Linked DNA regions of Hordeum vulgare: region 2 is linked to region 1. The links are chromatin contacts, called in public Hi-C maps. All regions are on one chromosome and are shown on one strand. Each heading gives the region's core, a stretch centred on a gene start, on an enhancer-like site or on the middle of the called end of the contact. The rest is flanking DNA. Distances are from core to core; before and after follow the strand shown. Region 1 holds the start of LOC123449945 (disease resistance protein RGA2-like). Region 2 holds the start of LOC123450000 (glutamate receptor 3.5-like).

Region 1 (3,131 bases), core at 53-2,552:
ACGTCCAGCGGAGCGCAGGACGGCCGCATCGATTATGTCAGTGCGTGATCGTGTGCGCGAGCCAGGGCGTGCAGGGCGTGGCGTCATCGAGGAGCTTGGCGTGCGTCGCCGAGGAGCTCGACGTGTGTCGTCGGTGGAGAAGAAGCTCGGCGTGCGATCGTCGAGGAAGAACATGGAGGCATCGTCGGGCGAAGGTGGAGGCCGTTGCAGCGGCGAAGCCGACGTCGACAAGCACTAGGTCATGGCTTAGGGCGTGATTGATAGCATAAGCCATGACGCGTACATGTGTGCGCGTCCGGGCGCGTAGGCATGCAGGTGTGCGTGTGTGTGTGTGTTTTGGTGCAGCGGCGCGTCGGTAGGGCAGGACCTTGTCGCGAGGTGCCGTTAGTTGGCCGCGTCCGTTGCGTACGCGCGCGGCGAGAGTGTGGGCCGAGTGCGCGCGGATCGTGGCGACTGGGGGTGGGCGTGACGCGGCGCGTGCGGGCGCGCGTGTGTATAAAGCCACCACGAGCCAATGTAATCTACACCGAATCTGAGTACGTGCTCAGGGAAGGAAAGACAAGGCCGTTCGTGCGGCTAGGGGTCCGTGCGCCGGAAAATCCATCGTCTCCAGCCCTTGTTCTACCTCCAGCAGTGAGAGAGCAAAAGAGAGCTAGGTGCAGGAACTCGGCTGCACCAACAATTGGTATCAGAGCCTTCATGGCCTGAGCCCGTGGAGCATGGCCATGTCGTGCGTGCGGGGAGCGCGACGGCTGCGGCAGACCTGCTTGGTGGCGCAGAGGCTGCTGTGGCGCGGCGTGGCTCGGTGGCGTGAAGGAGAAGACGTTCGTGCGGCGGGTGAGGCAGCTCGAGCAGCCATGTTGCTTGCGTCGGGGCGCGACATGTGCGTGAGCCGAGGGCGTGCGGATCATCGGAGGAGAACACGTCCAGCGTCTCCAATCCTTCTTCTATCTCCAGCCTTGAGAGAGCAAGAGAGAGCTAGGTGCAGGAACTCGGCTGCACCAACACAGCTCCATAGCAAGGCACGAATTTTACTGGTTTCCACAAGCTTTTCCACTGCTTCTGCTCGGTCGTTGAGGAGGGGGAGGAGCTAGACTGTTGGCCTTCCAGACAGTCCTGCTGCACCTTCTCCGTAGTTGCCAATAATAAAAGAAGAAAGGCGAGTGGAAAAAGCAAACAAGAGTGGGTGGCTCGTGCGCCCCTCCCAGTCCCAGCGTCCTGACGGGCCAACAACCGCGTCTCCGGCGCGTGGTCGCGTGCCCTTAAGAACATTCCGCTCTTCCTTGCCTCTCTGTGTTTCCACGCAGTCAACGACACTGCTGTGAGAGAGATGAGTGGGTTCGGGGAGATAATCGCGAGCGCCGTGGGGAAGCAAATCGCGAGCAAGCTCGGTGAAGTCGCCGCGGAGGAGGCCACCCTGCAGTGGAGGTTCAAGGACGATGTTGACATCATGGCGGACAAGATGCAAGATCTGGAGGCCGTGTTGCATGATGCGGATGATAGGCTGCGCCGACGAGGAAGAGATGGGGAAGCTGTTGGGCGGTGGCTCACCAAATTCAAGTCTGTCGCCTACGACGTCGAGGACGTGCTGGATGATCTGGACGCCATCGAGCTCTTAAAGAAGAGCCAACCAAAGGTATACAGTATACTTGCTTATTACAATCTCCTGTTGTAAGGTCGTGATCCAGGTCGAGATCTAGCCTTCCAGAGTCCTGCACTTTACGATTATTATGAACACTTACATGGTGATTCATAGGTTCATTGCCATGCTCAAAGCAAAAGAGTTGCTTTGAATCTCAACAGTCGTTCATAATTTCTACCTAATAATAATAAAGCAAATAGTGCTTTAAATCGCAGCCCGTCTATTTCATATAAAGCTATCCCTAGATATGGACATAAGAGAACGTGCGGCCGACTGGCTACACCAATGGAGTCTCGGAGAACTGAGTCCGAGTCCCATTTGTCTTCTTTTTTCTATTCGCTTTCCTTTTTAACTTGCAGTCCGTCAAGGATGGTTCACTACTTTTCTTTTCTTTTTAACTTGCAGTCCGTCAAGGATGGTTCACTACTTTTCTTTTTCTGTATTTTGAATCCCAGTTGCACAAAAATGTTATAATTTGATCCCATATTAATCTTTTCTTGACAGATTCAAGTACTTTTAAATTTTTTCATATCTTCGAAGCCCCGACTCTAATTTAACATGTTACATCTGAAAATCACCCAAAAAATTATGTAGATTCCAAATATAAGATTATCATGCATGTTTATCATTTTGATAATTACATTTACTCCTTATATGGGATATTTTGAATGTCTATTATATATTTTTTCTATCAATTTAAATAGACTAGCTAGGATAGATTGATACTCTCATAAAATTGATCATCAACACATTAGGAATGTTCATTCCTATCAATTACCATATGCAAAAGGTCACAACAAGCACATAATCATTCTCTCTAATTCGTCGAGTGCACAATAACCAACCCATATACGATGATGTACACTAAATTGCTAATGTATGTTTAAAACTAAGTTAAGTCTTCACATGGATACAGTTGCAAAAACATATATCAACAAGATAAAAATAATGTTGTTATGCACATGCTATCATTTAGTACTAAAATGTACTTGGCTATTTTCAACCTAATGCACTAGATGGTTATTTTTTTGTTTAATAAATTGAACACAACTTTAGTACACTTATAACACCGTATCACCTTCATGTTTTTTTCACAACACCACTTATCATGTTGTTTTAAATATGACCTCGTGAAAGATTTTATGGGATTTACTGATAACGTCTAATGTATGTATGATGAATGATTTATTTTTTCCCATTGCAACGCACGGGCATATTTGCTAGTTTGTATTCATGTCTCTTTTACTATTTGTCGATCGCTTGAGAATTTCTTTTCTCATCCACCAAATTGCAGAGTATTTTTCCGACATCCTTAAGCTGCACAGTGACTATTAATTAAGTTCAACTTATCTTCGCCTAGTTTGTTTGCCTTTATGTTTCGTAGGGGTACTAGACTTGAATTTGGTCTGTCGTCAGGTGAGGGGTGAGTTTTATGGAAGCGAGTGAAGTGGTTGTGGATATTAGGGACTCGTTCGGTAATCCACTAGCT
Region 2 (3,535 bases), core at 70-2,569, 150 kb before region 1:
CACACATGACACAAAGAAGAAAAGGAAAAAGGGATCTTGCATGAGAATAAAGTGAAGAACTGGATTCCCCATAATAGGTGAGACACGTTTCTTGCAACATACGGAATAGTATAAAGCAAGTTCATAAGTTATGCCATTTGTGGTACCAGTGCACCGGCATGCTTTTTGTCTTTTTCTCTTCTATTTCCAAAGAGAGAGTGGTTATTAAAACTCTTAAGAAAGGACAATGCCATCATAAGGTCGAGCGAACAGTTGGTCTCTCTGTTTCCAGTTTAAACATTATCAAATCATCTCATAAGGCATGAGGCAGGCAATTATTGTAGTTAAACTGTAGTACAAATAATGGGCAAGAGCCAAGAGGTCACCTTGACCTTAGTTCAGACAGATATAAATACAGTAAACCAATGATAGACTGGAACTGAATTGAATATTTCTTGCTGGTCTACATTTAGGTCCTATATAAAAACTGAAACTGTACAAGCAATTGTCTAACCCAAAAGGAAATGCCACTGAAACTGCACAAGCAATTGCAGAATAATTCCCGGGGATAAAAACGGATGAAGAGAGTACTTCATGACTAATAAAAAGACGCCGTACTGCAAAAGTGGAAAGCAAAGCTGCCAAGCAAGGCTAGCAACCACTACTCCCAACGTGCAACTTATCTGGCATTCTGAATCAAAGCAGCGACAACCACTTTGGTTTTTCTAAGGGTTTGCAGATTGCAGCTGCAGATCAATAATTTACAGATCGGTAGGGCTACATCAGCAGTCGTTCGTATGGTCACAGTATTCGAAACCATTGCACTTCGCTGCTCGAAGGTGAATCTTTCCACTCGAAATTACTGTAATTTCAGGCAGCTCTTGAGGTCGACATGAACATGAGCATTGAGCAAGTGAGAGATTCAGAGAGGGGGAGGCTGGGAGCAGCAAGCATACCTTCGATGGTCCCGACGAAGCCGCTGCAGTTGGTGTCCTGCGCGATGAGGCTGAGCCGGGTGCCGGCGAGCACCGTGCGGTCCGCGTTGACGTCGTCGACGGCGAGCTCGATGGCGAGCCGCGCCGCGCGGCCAATGACGGAGTCGTAGGTGAAGAGCGCGCCCACGGCGACCTCGCTCGGACGCGGCCCGGCCCCCGCCGCGGTGACCGCCCTCGCCGCGGCGGCGAGCAAGGCCAGGAGCAGCGGCATCAGCTGGAGCGCGCCCATTGGCCTAATCCACGAGCTTCCCCGTCCCTGTCTGTCTGTTCTGTCTGTGTGTGTCCGTCGCGCCACAGCACAGCAGCGTGGGTGTTTGCTTGGCAGTTCCTACATGTGCATCACGCACGCAGCGCAAGTCACGTGACAAATTTGTGACCCCTTTATTCCCTTTCAGCACTGCTCAAAACATTTTGTCACTAGATAGGTGCCCTGTTTGTTTCAGAACTCACAAAGACTTTTTTTTATTCTCAACTAAAAACTCTCTAGTCCCTATCCGTTTGTTTACATGGACTAAGACCCTGTTTTTTAAAAAGTCCTAGGACTTTTTTTTAGTCCTAACTAAAATGTCTCTAGTCCCTATCCGTTTCTTTCCAGGAAGTAAACAGGGACTAGAGGTCATTAAATGACATGCAAAAAGATCATGTTACCCCTACTAATGTGTTACTCCCTCCGTTCCTAAATATAAGACCTTTTAGAGATTGTACTATAAACTACATACGGATGTACATAGACATATTTTAGAGTATAGATTCACTCATTTTGCTACGTATGTAGTCTTCTAGTCAAATACCTAAAAGGTCTTATATTTTGAAACGGAGGGGGTAGAAGTTATTAAATGGCATGTTAAAAGTAGGGGCACTGTTGGAAAAGGTGTCAAAAAGTCCCTCCCATAAGGACTTCTTCCCTTAGTCTCAAATACCCTCCTTTTAGTCCCTAAAAGTCCCTCTTGTTTCTTTTACATGGGACTAAAACAGATTTTTTTAGTCCCTAGAGCAAAAAGTCCCTGTAAAGAAACACCCCCTAAACAGGGACTAAAGGTCATTAAATGACATGCAAAAAGACCATGTTACCCCTAGTAATGTACTAGAAGTTATTAAATGACATGCTAAAAGTAGGGAAACTGTTGAAAAAAGTCCTAAAAAGACCCTTTCATAGGGACTTCTTCCTTTAGTCCCAAATACCCCCTTTTAGTCCCTAAAAGTCTCTCATGTTTGTTTCACATGAGACTAAAAGGGGATTTTTTTTAGTCCCTACACCAAAAAGTTCCTTGAAACAAACACCCCCAGCGTCCTACTGTTGTTGTGTTGTAAAGAGAGAGGTGGGTTGGGGGCCTTGATCTGCTCATAGATCCCTATTTCCCAGCTCCAAGCGTTAAGCTTTCAAAAAAGGAAAAAAACAACCTTATTAGGACAAATGATGTTCTTCAGATCGAAAATGACTCCTTTTTATACAAGGGCATAATAAATGACTGCTACCCAGCATACAATCTTAATCTTATTGTTACGCACTAGCAAAAGAAACCACGCGTGGCAATGGAAAAAAAGAAAATACCGTAATCATCTTAACCCGATAACCATGAGCCAAGACCCCAACAAGTCCACATCCTTCCTTTCGACATGACATCGCATCCGTGTTGCTATTTATCCTCCTTCTCACTCTCGCCGACGGTGGCCTCACACTATACGTTTGAATGTTATCAATCCTAAGGTATCTTTCTTTCGGCATTAGATTTGGCAGGATATGAAAAAACATGTCTGATGTAGTTTTTTTCATGTGAGGTTTTTGCTAGTCTTTCGTCTCCAATCCTGGTCTTGCTGAGGTGTTCTTTTTTAATCCGGATCGATACGGATATGAAAGAAACACGAATGATGCGGTATTGATTAAAGTTGCATCATAAATAATATTTTAAAAATGTTTAAACGTAAAATAACATCATATTCAGATTCTACACATTCTCTAATCAAATTTATATATAACATGCTAAATTTGAAGTTAGGGTTTAAAAGATATGGGTACACTTTAAAATCATTTCATATGGACTGCGGGTTGATATATAAATCAAATAACATACTAAAATACACTTTGGTGCTTACAAGTTGCCATTGATGTTTACTTTCGTGCCTGAACTTGAAAAGTACACCGAAATGATACTAAAACTTGACAATATGATTCAACTACATATGTGTTGCTGAGTAGACACACCAACAAGGGGGGGGGCACTTACAGTACGAGACAGACTAGATTACATAGTGTTTTTTTAGAGCAGCTTGCATTGTGTTTTGACTCAATGACCATATACAAGACTCAATGACCCCGGGATTTATTGTGCTGCAGACTACAGTCATTGCGTCCCCTTTTTCCACATGTTACTTATTTTCCTGTTTTAGAAATTATAAAAAATACGTAAACTATAATCACAATAAAAAATGAATATTCAACATATGATAATATTATATTATGTCATATTTATAATACATAATATCATAAATTAGTATCATAGACGATCTCATTTATTGAATGTGTGACACATATAGTATAACATTCAATATGATACGATATC

The links. A called contact is a pair of places that touch in the nucleus more often than the background predicts.
Region 2: a Hi-C map of seedling shows a contact between it and region 1, with 4 times the contacts expected there. The contact joins the promoter of LOC123450000 here to the promoter of LOC123449945 in region 1. A contact is called at or near these places in 2 of 6 Hi-C or Micro-C datasets (leaf and seedling).

What each region holds. Positions count from the first base shown.
Region 1 is chr1H:497,646,657-497,649,787 of MorexV3_pseudomolecules_assembly, reverse strand. LOC123449945 (disease resistance protein RGA2-like) reads left to right here and starts at 1,302. Exons shown (of 5, transcript XM_045127348.1): 1 at 1,302-1,636. The coding sequence starts at 1,331.
Region 2 is chr1H:497,795,296-497,798,830 of MorexV3_pseudomolecules_assembly, reverse strand. LOC123450000 (glutamate receptor 3.5-like) reads right to left here and starts at 1,319. Exons shown (of 6, transcript XM_045127397.1): 1 at 936-1,319. The coding sequence starts at 1,203.